2 separate regions of the Oryctolagus cuniculus genome follow, and region 2 is linked to region 1. A link is a contact called in public Hi-C data. All regions are on one chromosome and are shown on one strand. Each heading gives the region's core, a stretch centred on a gene start, on an enhancer-like site or on the middle of the called end of the contact. The rest is flanking DNA. Distances are from core to core; before and after follow the strand shown. Region 1 overlaps NUFIP2 (nuclear FMR1 interacting protein 2). Region 2 overlaps GIT1 (GIT ArfGAP 1).

Region 1 (6,485 bases), core at 239-2,738:
TGTCTGTGGGTGGTATATATGTGTGAAGTCAGAAAAGCATCAGTGTTTAATTCATAAAATCACAATATTGGGAGGTAGAGAAGCTTTCTTAGCTGAGATGAGATTTAAAGGGTCACTTTGCCACTAAGTGCTGAGTCAATGAGTGGAGGAGATGGTGACCCAAGTTCTTTAAAACTGGAGAGGATGCCAAAGGGATATTGCCAGTGGATATTTAAATCAATCTGAACTTTTGAGAAGCAATTCCAGTATTTGTTTCTAAGCTGCATAGATTAATAAGACTCCTAAGATGGATATTATCAGAGCTGTATCTTAAAACATGAGGACTCTGGGGGCATAGGGACTGGCTATAAAGTAGTGAAAGAGAATATCTCTTTAAAGAAAGCAGGAGACATTCTTGCAAAGCTTGCCCTACATGAAGGTACTTCAAAAAGACTGCAGAACATGGAATTAAAAGATAAGTTAGGGGTGGGTATTTAGCACAGCATTTAGGATACCCACATCACATATCAGAGTACCTGGATTCAAGTCCTGACTTTGCTTCTGATCCCAGCTTCCTGCTAGTGCAACTCTGAATGGCAGCAAGCAATGGCTCCACTACTTGGGTCCCTGTCATCCATGTGAGAGACAAAGATGGACTTTGGGCTCCTGGCTTTAGCCTAGCCCAGCCCCTGCTATTGCAGGCATTTGGGGAGAGGACTAACAGATGGAAAACCTCTGTCTGCCTGTCTCTGTCTCTGCCTTCCAAATAAAATGAAAATAAAAATAAAATATAAGATGTTCATTTTGCTGCAACAAACAATCAAAATCCAAGGCAGGTATTGTGGCACAGTGGGTTGGGCTGCCTCTTGAAGACGGCTGAATCCTGTGCCTGGTCGGAGTCTCAACTGCTTCCACTTTAATCCATCTCCCAACTAATGTGTCTGGGAGGCAGCAGATGATGGCTCAAGTACTTAAATCCTACCAAGAATGCAGGAGGGTTGAATGGAGTGCCTGTCCTAGCTTTGGCCTGTCCTAGTCCTGGCTGTTGTGGGCATTTGGGGAACGAACCAGTGGATGGAAGATCTCTCTTTCTCTGTCTCTCCCTCTCTCTGTTGCTCTGCCTTTCAAATAAATAAATAAATCCTTTTTTAAAAATTGAAATTCATGCCTTCTATTTTCAAGCCTTTGCAAAGTTGTTTTCGGTGTCTGGTGCTCAAATGGTGAAAGGGTGATGATGATGACAATGAAATTCACAGAGAAGAGGAACTTCTGTTTGTTCTCCCTCCACATTGCTTCCTTAAATTTGAGGCAAAGGAGGCCTTATCCTTTTCACAACTCAAATGTGAAGGAAGCAGATGCGTACTAGGACTTTAATAAGTTTAAAGAATCATCTTTCTGAGAGGGAAGGGTTCCAAAAGCGCAATGCGCACTTCACCAGGTTCCCACCTGAGGGCAGCAGTGTTCGCTTTTGCTGATTCCTCATGGCTGCTGACAGAGATCTGCACAGCAAGGGCGCTCCAAAGCGACCCAGAATGCAGTTGTCAGTTGAGAGGTTGGGAACCAGGCTGGTAAGAGTTCCCGGAAGACAGCTGTCACTCAGAGCCATAGCTGTGTCAGTGAGCTAGGGGAAATCGGGATGAATGGATACTCTGCTGGAAACTGAGCAACAAAACTTCCTGAGCCATACAGGAGGAATGACTTTGAGGGCAAATCAAAGCTGCCTGGTCCTTACTAACCTGTGGGGTTAGAGCTTGAGCTTGCTGTTTTTCCTCTTGCCACTAGAGGACAGAGTATGAAAAAAAAAAAAAAGATCAGGGCATCCTCATTCTTAAACTGGTGATTTAGCTTTGGAGGAACTTTTATTTTTTTTTAAAGATTTTATTTATTTATTTATTTGACAGGTAGAGTTACAGACAGTGAGAGGGAGAGACAGAGAGAGAGGTCTTCCATCTGCTGGTTCACTCCCCAAATGGCCACAACGGCGGGAGCTGGACTGATCGGAAGCCAGGAGCCAGGAGCTTCTTCCGGGTCTCCCAAATGGGTGCAGGGACCCAAGGACTTGGGCCATCCTCTACTGCTATCCCAGGCCATAGCAGAGAGCTAGGGCCGGCGCCGCGGCTCACTAGGCTAATCCTCCGCCTAGCGGCGCCGGCACACCGGGTTCTAGTCCCGGTCGGGGCGCCGGATTCTGTCCCGGTTGCCCCTCTTCCAGGCCAGCCCTCTGCTGTGGCCAGGGAGTGCAGTGGAGGATGGCCCAGGTGCTTGGGCCCTGCACCCCATGGGAGACCAGGAAAAGCACCTGGCTCCTGGCTCCTGCCATCGGATCAGCGCGGTGCGCCGGCCGCAGCGCGCCGGCCGCGGCGGCCATTGGAGGGTGAACCAACGGCAAAGGAAGACCTTTCTCTCTGTCTCTCTCTCTCTCTCACTGTCCACTCTGCCTGTCAAAAATTAAAAAAAAAAAAAAAAAACAAACATAGCAGAGAGCTGGATGGGAAGAAATGCAGCCAGGACTAGAACCAGTGCCTAATATGGGATGCCAGCACCGCAGATGGAGGATTAACCTACTGAGCCACAGCCCCGGCCCCTGGAGGAATTTTTAAGTGTTAGAGAGGAAGCTGATATGCCAATAAGTCCAAGCTATTTCCCTGCTCACATATTTTCAGTGGCTCCCTGAAGTCTCCAGAATAAAGTCTAAACTGATGAGAATAGCATACAAGGCTCATTCCAAATTGTCCTTGGTCTTCCCTCCAAACTTCACCCTATGGCTCCCTGCTCCCCATCTAACACACAATCCTTTGTAGACACACGGGGTATTCAAAATGTTCAATTAAATGGAATGAAAAGATAAGTTTCTTTTGCTGCAGAAAGGTTCTGAACTCCATGCATATGTTGGGTCTTCACAGAGTTCCTGGAGGGGCAGGCACTCAGCACAGCAGTTAAACTGCCACTCAGGATGCTCGCACCTCATTTTGGAGTGCTTAGGTTCAGGTCCCAGTTCCACTCCCTGTCCAAGCTTCCTGCTTAAACAGACCCTGGAATCAGCAGGTGATCAGCAAATGATGGCCCAAGTAGTTGGTTCCCTGCCACCCACATGGGAGACACAGATGGAGTTCAAAGCTCTTGGCTTCAGCCTGGCCCAGTCCTGGTTATTGCAAGCATCTGGAGGAGTGAACTAGTGATGGAAGATCTCTCCCCCTCTCCCCTCAACAAGAAATATATCAAAATTAAAGAAAAAAAGTTCATGGAAATGTGTATAATGAAAAGCCACAAGTGGATTTCAAAATATTTTTATGGGGCTGGCACTGTGGCAAAGCAGGTAAAGCTGCTCCTGCAGTGCTGGCATCCCAATGGGAGCCAGTTCGAGTCCCAGCTGCTTCAGTTCTGACCCAGCTCTCTGCTATGGCCTGGGGAACCAGTAGAAGATGACCCAAGTCCTTGGGCCCCTGCACCTGTGTGGGAGACCCAGAAGAAGTTCCTGGCTTCTGGCTTCGGATCGGCCCAGCTCTGACAGGGCCACTGGGGGAGAGAGCCAGCAGATGAAAGATTTCTCTCTTTCTCTCTGCCTCTGCCTCTGCCTCTCTGTAACTCTGCCTTTCAAGTAAATAAATACATCTTTAAAAAATATTTAAATATTTTTACACCCAAATAAACCTCTTTGAATTCAATTTTTCCATGAACTTTTTGAAAAGCCTTTGTGTGGTAGAAGGAGTGTAGGCACTGGAGATAAGCAAAAGTCACTGAATTACCTCAGATTACTTCTTTTTCATCTCTACCACATTCAGCTCATCACTGATTCACATTCACTCTATCTCAAGATTTTATTTATTTATCTGAGAGACAGTGTTACAGACAGGGAGGGAGAGACAGAGAGAATGGTCTTTCATCTACTGGTTCACTCCCCAAATGGCCACAATGTCTGGAGCTGAGTCAATCCAAAGCCAGGGGCCAGGAGCTTCCTCTGGGTTTCCCACGTGGGTACAGGGGCCCCAGCACTTGGGCCATCTTCCACTACTTTCCCAGGCCATAACCAGAGGGCTGGATGGGAAGAGGAGCAGCTGGGACTAGAACTGGTGCCCATATGGAATGCCGGCTCCGCAGGCAGTCTTAGCCTATTAAAGCACAGCACCAACCTTTCATTCTGTCTCTTAGGTAATAAGCCCTATGGGGGCAGGAATCATATATAACTTGTTCACTGTTACACCCTTAGGGCCTAGCACTCTTCCTGGAAGTTCACTAAACATTTACTGATCACAATAAGACATGAATAATTATAGCCATGTCACTGTTACCATTCTAGTCCAGGTTACTGCCATCTCTCACCTGGTCATAATAGCATCCCAAGTGCCAAGTGATCCCCTACTATACCTGTTTCCCCCTGTAATCCATTTTATATTCTGCAGCAAGAGTGATCTTTCTGAAAAGCAAATATGCTGAAAAACTTGCAAAGATTTTCCATTGGTCTTAAAATAAATACCGTGATATCCTCAACATGGCCCACAAAATAAATATAATTTAGTTGTTAATAGTTTGGGCTATTGCTAGTTATGTGATCATAAGGTTACTAACTCTCACTAAGGTTTGGTTTCCTCATCTGAAAATGTAAACAGTAATTATTCATACCTCATAGAGTTGTGGGGAGGATTAAATAAGCTAACATAAATAAAATGATTAGCACATTGCTCAGTTCTGTGTTCAGTAATTGGAAGCCACAATTATTAGAACTTTAATGAGGTAGTCCCTGCCTATCTCTTGCTATTCCCCTTCATTTTCTGACAGCCTGTGAAGGTTCTTTCAGATCCTGGAATGTGCCATGCATCACCCCCCCCTTTTTTTATTTGATTTTTTTTTTTTTAAGACTCACTTATTCACTTGAAAGTCAGAGTTACAGAGAAAGAGGAGAGAGGTAGAGAGAGAGATCTTCCATCTGCTGGTTCACTCCACAGGTGGCTGCAATGCTAGATGTCTTCAAAGCCAGGAACTTCATCTGGGTTTCCCACTTGAGTGCAGGGACCCAAGTACTTGGGCCATCCTCCACTGCCCTCCCAGCCAGAGAAGTGGAGCAGCCAGGTCTTAAACTAGCACCCATATGGGATGCCGGGACTGCAGGCAGTGACTAAACCTGCAGTGCCACAGCACTGGCCCCACCCATGATCTTTTTTATTCCTATTCCTCTTTCTGGTTGGAATGTGGAAATATTCTTCCTCTGAAGGAAGTTCCATCTTCCCTTCTTGATACCCCATGTCAAGTGGCCCTGTAATGGCCTCCCACAGCATCTTAGCATTCATTATAGCACTGGTTACCCATTCATGACGTAGTGACTGACATTTAGCAATCCCTCAATAAACAGCCATTGAATGAACTCCCAATTCACTGCACTTTTCTTTTCCACACTCTTTGTACATGGTGTTTCTTCTTTCTGTTCTGCACAGAACATCATGACTGTTACAATCATATTTCCTTTCCCAGAGAAATGTTCCTGCCTACAACTTCTGTGGAAGAGAAGCCCTAGGTAGCCACAGCCATGTCCCATGGAGTCCCTTTCACTTAACCTAACTGGATCAGAATTGGCAACTGAAGCCATGGTGGCCAATCCAGAACCTGGTCAGCAACTGACAGCATACCTGGCACCAAAAATGGGTAGCTTGATCAAATTCTCTCTTACTCTCTAAAGTGTGAGTTAGAAAAAGGAGAGAATACCTCAATTAATCATGAGAACAAGAGCTAAAATGACAGCTGAAGAAAGCCACAAGAGAAACTCAAAGTTGTGAGGGGTGAAGGCAAGTGATGAGGTAATAAAAACTGTGAGGCAGAGAAGCATCCACACCATCTGAAGAATAGGAACCAATCGCTAGTGGTAAGAGAGGCCCTGCTAGGAGGAAAATAGCTAAGTCATGCTAATGACAAAGCATCAAGCCAAAAATACCAAAAGTGCTTTCTCTTGTTCTTCTGGATTATTAGTTTTCTTGAGCTTTTTTTCATATATCTTAAAATTTTTGTGTGTTATTTATTTAGTTTATTTGAGAGGTAGAAAGAAAGAGATAGAGAAAGAAAGAGAAATCTCTCACCCCCAGTTTATTCCCCAAATGTCCACAAAAGCAAGCACTGGGCCTGTACAAAGCTGAGAGCCAGGAACTCAATTCAAGTCTCCCATCTGCGCAGCAGGGACCCAATTTCTTGAGTCATCACCTGCTTACCTCCTAGAGTAAACATTAGTAGAAAGGTGGAATCTGGAACAGAGCTGAGACTCAAACCCAGGCACTCTGCCAGGGGACGCAGGTATCCTAAACAGCATCCTAACTGCTAGAACAAACATCCATCCCTCACAGATATCTTTAAAATAAAACTGTCAGGGTTGGTGCTGTGGTGTGGCAGTTAAAGCTGCTGCTTGCAGTGCCAGCATCCCATGTGGGCGCTGATTTGAGTCCTGGCTGCTCCACTTCCGATTCAGCTTTCTGCTGAAATCTTTCTGCTGTGGCCTGGGAAACTGGTGGAGGATGGCCCAAATC
Region 2 (6,113 bases), core at 959-3,458, 230 kb after region 1:
AACCCCGGCCGTGGCCATGGTGACAGCGCTGACCTCCCTCTGTAGCCGCCGGAGCTCGTCGCTCAGGCTGCTGTTGACCTTCATGAGCTGCTGCACTTTGGCCTCCGAGGTGGCCAGGGCCTTCTTCAGCTCCAGGTACTCCTGCAGCGTCACCGCCCCGTCCGACAGGTCCGAGGAGTCCATGCTCTGTGGGGAGACACGCCGGCCGTCAGCCCTCGGGCGCAGCCCGGGGCTCCGGCGATCCCTGCGCTGGGAGGAGGTAGAGCTGGGGCCGGGGGCAGTGCTCAGACCCGGGCGCGGTTGTTCCGGGTGGCGCCGGCACTGCGCAGGGGCTCCTGGTCCGTGTCCTCGTCAGAGGCTACGCTGTCGTAGTCGTGCTGGTCGTCCAGGTCGCTCTGGCTCCGTGCAGACAGCTCGAGGTGGTCTGAGGGCACAGGGCCTGTCACTCGGGGCGCCTCCCCTGGGCTGTCTCCCCAGGCAGGGGGAGCCGCGCCCGCCGCACCTGTCGGGCTGCTCAGGCTCTTTCCCTGCTGCCTCCGCTTGGCCTCGCTGAGAATGTCGATGATCAAGGTGGCAAACTCGCGGGCGTTGAAGCGGGCCAACTTCTGTCGCCCCTGCAAGGCAGGGAAGACCACGCTGACCCCTAACTGGCAGTGACGGGGCCGCCAGGCACTGCCCTGCCACCCGCCTGAATCAGGGCTGGTCCGTCAGGGCCCCGCTGGGAAGAGGCCAAGTACTCAAAGTAACAACGTCTTCCTGGTTCCCCAACCCCAGCTCAGCGAGGGGCGAGGGTGGGCAGGAGCCCAGTCCCAGAGCGCTGAGGAAGGGCAGGGCTCCTGGGGACGGAGAGACCACCCTCTGACCTGATTCCGGGTAGCCGAGTACTCCGGGTTAACCGGCAGGAAGGGCACGGCGCTGCGCTCCGTCACCAGTGTGCTGTGGTTCTGGGTGGCCAGCCACACTGTGGGGGAGGGACAGAGAGGCCATCAGCATGGTGGCCGGGCCTCCCCATGCCCACCGAGCCTGCTCAACAGAGCGGTAGGCTTATGCAGGATGAGGCTGGCGGGGGACTAGGCACAGAACAACGCCCACCCCGCCCTCCATCCAGCAGCCCCAGTTCAGGCTGGAATCTGGCTGTGGCCAGGAGGCAGTGACGTGGGGGGCAGAGGGGAGGGAGGAGCGGGGACGCGGCCAGGCACCTCTTCTGGGTTCCACTGAGGGCCCAGCAGGGGAGGCACTCGGGCCGACCGCCATCCCCGAACTTACCCGCGTCATTCTCTCTCCGGTCTACCTCGTCATACACGTCCATGGCAAGCTCTTCAAAAAGCCGGTTGCTGAGCTGGAGGCAGAGAGGGATGAGATTCTGTCAGATCACTGGCCCCAGTGCTGGCCAGGCCAGCTGGCTAGGATGGCGTGAGGCAGGGGAAAGGCTCGTGTCCTTGCTGCCACCCAGCCCCGTGTTCTGAGACCTGGAAAACAAGGCAGGGGCTTGGGTCCAAGCTCCAGGGAGGGCGAGGACAGAAGGGAGCAGGACTACTTGATTCCTCGTAGGTCAGAGGTGGGGCTAAGGCCCTGGGAGCCCTAGCACATGGAAGGCAGAGCCGAGGTCCAAGACAGGAAGGGTGCAGGGGCGGGGGGGGCTAGTGGGGGGCTCCGAGCATCAGGGTGCTCACCGCCTGCAGCTTCTTCTTTGCAGCTTTTGCCAACTCAGACAGGTCCAGGCTGGGGACGAGGAGGGGAGACGCAAGGGAAAGAAGGGCCGTGAGAGGTGGCCAGGCCCCTGTGGTGACCTCCCAGGCATGCAGGGCTCCCAGGCAGACAGGACCGCGACGCCCGCGCCCGCCCGCCACAGCCTCTATACCTCTGAGACATGCACTTTTGCCGAGACCTAAGTCCAGAGGAAGGCAGCAGAGGGAAGAACAGGACAGCAGCTGTTACCCAGCAGCAGGGCCGCTCGCGCCGCCTCGGGAGGAGCTGGCACTCTCGGCACGCACCCCGACCCTGCCTGCTCTGTCTGGGGCCCCTTCACGGGCTCTCGGCTACCTCGGGAGCACCTCGGCATCTCCCGCCCCAGGTGCTGCGCCGTTCCCTCTCGCCTGGGCGCCTTTCCCACCCAGTGGCACCACCCTCACTGTAGGGACCCAACATTCCAACAGTGCACAGGGCACGCCTCAGCCCTGCCTCCACCGAAAGCGAACTTCTAAGTACGGGCTGGATGCCTTGCACGCATCATCTCACTTAATCCTCTCAACAGCTCTGCCAGTCCCTCCTCAGATGAGGTAGCCAAGACGGGCTGAGCGTCCTGCCTCCAGTCCCACAGCCCATGGACGGCACAGCTGAGCCCACACGCCGGGCCTGGAACCCGTCTGCCCTGGGAATGGCCTGGGCTCTTGCCCTGGCTGTGTTCCTGAGACTCCCGCCCCATCCCGGGTGGTATTTCCAACCCCTGTGCCTCCTGCCGTCGGCAAGAGCTGCAGTGACGGGCAGCCTCCCTAGCTGGAGCAAGAGCAGGGAACATGTCAGACATCCGCCTGTGACTGCAGTGCCCAGAGTAGCTGCTGGCTCTGAGAAGGTGCACGGCCCATGTTGCACTGAGCGCGTGCCCACAAGTCGGGCTTTTTGCCGCACACACAAGGCAGAATCAGACCAGAGCAATGGGGAGAGTCTCAGAACAGGACGTCTGGGTTGAGGGATCCCTGCTGCCCAGGCCTGACCCTCTGCATCTGTTCACACCAGCTCCTAGGGGAGGGAGCAAGCTCCTCTCCAGTTACAGCCTGGCAGTGGAACACCGCCGCGGCCAGAGATGGCCACCAGGTGGCACTAGCATGCATCTCCTGAGCTGGATGAGTGCCTGGGGTGTCCTTACCACCTGGGGCTCTCCCAGCCTCTCAGATCAGAGGCGGGAACACCTCACTCAAACCCTGTGCCATGCATGGCCCTTGCCTGATTTCTGAGTGTGCGCCCAGGGCCTGGGCAGTAGCCGCAGAGCGGGTCAATCCCTGGAGCCTACCATCTTTCACTACGGAACAGAGGTTTGTGTAAGGTGGGGTCAGAGCCCAGCAGCCACCCTCCCAGCAGAGAGGCCCTCCTTGTGCCCTGGGCAGTCAAGCGGCTCAGGTGGTGCTGGTCGTGTACTGAGCTGGCAATCCTTACCTGCCGTTGGGCCCAGCATTAGGAGTGAAGACTAGGCTCTGAAATACCTGTGCCTCCAGCCCCCCGACAGGATGGGGGTGGGGTGGGGTCCCAGGCCCCTGAAACCAGGGGAGAGGATGGGGTGGGGCCTCTGGGGGTCAAACGTCCGCATGGCATCCAACAGCCTTTGGGAAGGGGCGTCAGGTGGGCACTCACCTGTCAGCCATCTGTGGGATGATGTAATGCCCATTCTTGTGATCTGAACAAAAATAAAAATGCCAAGTCACTGGTGCTGGGTGGCCTCAGCAGCTGGGAGCCCACCCCACTGCCACAAGCAGGGCTTGGCACCCAGAAGTGTCGGGGGGGAAGGGGGAGGGCAGGCCACCCCAAGAGCGCTGGGAGCTGGCTGGAAGTTAGGCCCACCCCCACTCTCTGGCCCCAACCTGCTGCAGCCCAGAGCCTGCAGCAATTTCACAGGAGCCAGTTGCCTAGCAACACTGTTCCCCAGCCGGCTTTGTCACCATGGCACCTGCTGCTGGGGTGTGTCTGGGTCCCACCTGCCAGGCCCAGCCAGACCTGCCCGTGCTCTGCTCACCCGGCTTACGTCCACAGAGGTAGAAGGCCAGCCGGTCAGTGAGCTCATACTGGCACTCGACTAGCCTTTCCGCCAGTTCATGGTGCCCGGCCTGCCTGTGGGGAGGGGTATGGCTCAGCCCTGCAGCAGCAGCCCACTGCCCCCACCGGCCAGGCCTCACCCCCTGGCCGACCCTCACCTGGCATAGTCGATGGGTGTGCGGCCATTAACGTCGGGGGAGCCAGGGTCAGCCCCGTACACGACCAGCAGCTCTGCCTGCAGCGTCTGCCCTGCCTTGGCAGCCACGTGCAGGGGTGTGGTGCCCTTCTCTGGGTGGAAGAAGTTGGCCTGGGCGCCCAAGGACAGCAGGCGCAGACATGTCTCCAGGTTGCCGGTCCGCACGCTTGAGTGCAGTTGCTGCAAGCAGTGGAGTGTGCAGTAACTGTGCACGCGTGTGCACGAGTCCTGCCCCAAGCTGCCCCTTGCCCCGCTGCTCCCCGCAAGCCCACCAGCTCCAAGGGCCTCAGCCAAAATCTGGCCATGTCAGGGAAGACAGAAGGCTCCCCACCAGGAGTGAATGCCAACGAATAAAAACTGCCTTCAGGGCTGGCACCCGGTGCAGCAGCCAGGATGCGGCCTGGGATGCTCACATCCCCATCCAGAGGGCCTGCTCCAAGTCACAGCTCCTCCACTTAGGAACCAGCTTCCTGCTAATGTACCGAGAGGCTGAAGGGAATGGCTCGAGGTGCCTGGGTCCCGGTCGCCCACATGGGAGACCTGGACTGAGCTCTGGGTTTCTTGCTTAGACCTGGCCCACCCCTGGCTGTTGTAGGCATTTGGGGAGTGAACAAGCAGCTGGGCGATCTCTGTCAGCCTTTCAAATAAATAAAAATAAGATTCAAAAAATCGTAACAACTGCCACAGTCACCAGCCGCTGTGTGCTTGTATGCTCTGCCAGGAAGCCATATCACCTATGAGGTAGTTGCTATTATTTCTTTCCCATTTTACAGATGAGACCACTGAGGCTCTGAGAGCCTTCGCACCTGCCCTTAGCTTCTGAGTGGCAGCTGGGGGACGTTAGCCTCATGTGCACACTCGGGAGCTGAGGCGCCTTGGTCACACACAGCCTGATGGAGCAATCTTGTCCCCTGCTGTGGCCACTGTTTTCCCCTGGCCAGGCAGCCCTAGGGGCCTCGGGCTCACTGGTCATGAAGGAGAGGCCCTCGCGGTGTGTGGGGGTGGGAAGCAGAGGCCCGCCCCTCCCTCGCAGGGCCCCCCGCACCTTGCTGAGGTCTTTGGCGGTGACCCCATCATCGTCCCGGCAGGGAAGCTTGTGCACAAACGCCAGCATCTGGTACTTGGCCCTGATGAACTCGGACTTGATGGGGCTGCACGGCACACACAGGAGGAAACGTGTGTCCCCGGCCACAGCCCAGGCCACGCACGCCCTCCCCGCCGCCCCTGCAGCCCCACTCACTGGACTTTGTCTTGCGGGTTGGCTTTGCGCCGGCCGCTCTGCACTTGTGCGGGGTCCAGCAGGGAGTGCTCCCAGATGGAGTTGGCCCCGTTGCTGGCGAGCGTGTGCACCATCTGCGGGGAAAGGCTGCCAAGTGAGCGTGCGCCCACTGCGTGCTGGGCATCGGGGACCCATCCCTAGTGCACGGAAGGGACCTCCTGTGGGTCTGCCACCCCACACCTGCAGCCAGCCAGGCCACCCAGAGGCCTGGATCCCATGGAGCATGCCAAGTGCCTTGCATGGCGCCACCTGGCTGCTAGGAAGCTGCAGAGTCGGGGCAAGAACTGGCTGTGTTTGTGAGCGCAGCAGGGGTGAGGAGGGTCAGGGTCAGGGTCAGGGTCAGCTCTGCCTAGGGGATGCTGCCCCGTGGAAGCTGCAGATTCCACCGAGGGTGGGGCTGCGGTGGGGAGGACCTGAGCCCAGGCCTGGGTCTGCAGGGAAGGAAAAACCACATGGCCCACCCCTGTACCTGCAGCAGTGTGGGAGGCCAGGCGCTGTGGCGAAGGTGCTTGACAATGGAGATGTGGCGTCCCAGGCTCCGGTGCACACTGCAGCACTCGTCACACACCAGCACACCCCTGCTGATGGATGCCCAGCCAGGGTCTGCCGGCGTGGAGGCAACGGTCAGCCAGAGCCAGAGGGCAGGCGAGACCTTCTCAGCGCCCACTCTGGGTCCACACCACGCTCAGAACTTCACGCGTGCTCACCTGCTCATACTCGCGGTTAGGCCCGGGTTACCAACAAAGGCTTTCTCCCAGGGCTCACAGGTGGGAATGGCAGGGCCACGACCTGTGCTACACATCCTTGCTCCTTTGGCGCCATGTGGTCTCCAGGGCCCATTCAGTGGGCACAGCTCCCTGTCCTGTGGCCACAGCCTCAGTCTCCCAGCCT

The links. Hi-C and Micro-C count contacts between places; a contact is called where the count stands out from the background.
Region 2: a contact with region 1 is called in a Hi-C map of psoas muscle, with 2.6 times the contacts expected there. The contact joins two enhancer-like sites. A contact is called at or near these places in 2 of 6 Hi-C or Micro-C datasets (psoas muscle and an unstated tissue).

What each region holds. Positions count from the first base shown.
Region 1 is chr17:44,815,788-44,822,272 of mOryCun1.1, forward strand. All of the region lies in intron 1 of NUFIP2 (nuclear FMR1 interacting protein 2), which reads right to left. Among named protein-coding and RNA genes, the nearest start is that of NUFIP2, 26 kb to the right of the region's middle. Within about 2 kb of position 1,489, at least 1 of the 8 cell types and tissues checked has an H3K27ac peak or open chromatin away from gene starts, as enhancers often do.
Region 2 is chr17:45,041,558-45,047,670 of mOryCun1.1, forward strand. It overlaps GIT1 (GIT ArfGAP 1), which reads right to left. Exons shown (of 21, transcript XM_051824591.2): 2 at 5,692-5,825; 3 at 5,184-5,296; 4 at 4,989-5,094; 5 at 3,906-4,123; 6 at 3,728-3,822; 7 at 3,349-3,391; 8 at 1,862-1,888; 9 at 1,674-1,722; 10 at 1,267-1,339; 11 at 864-961; 12 at 503-614; 13 at 291-424; 14 at 34-186. Among named protein-coding and RNA genes, the nearest start is that of GIT1, 7.9 kb to the right of the region's middle. Within about 2 kb of position 2,209, at least 3 of the 8 cell types and tissues checked have an H3K27ac peak or open chromatin away from gene starts, as enhancers often do.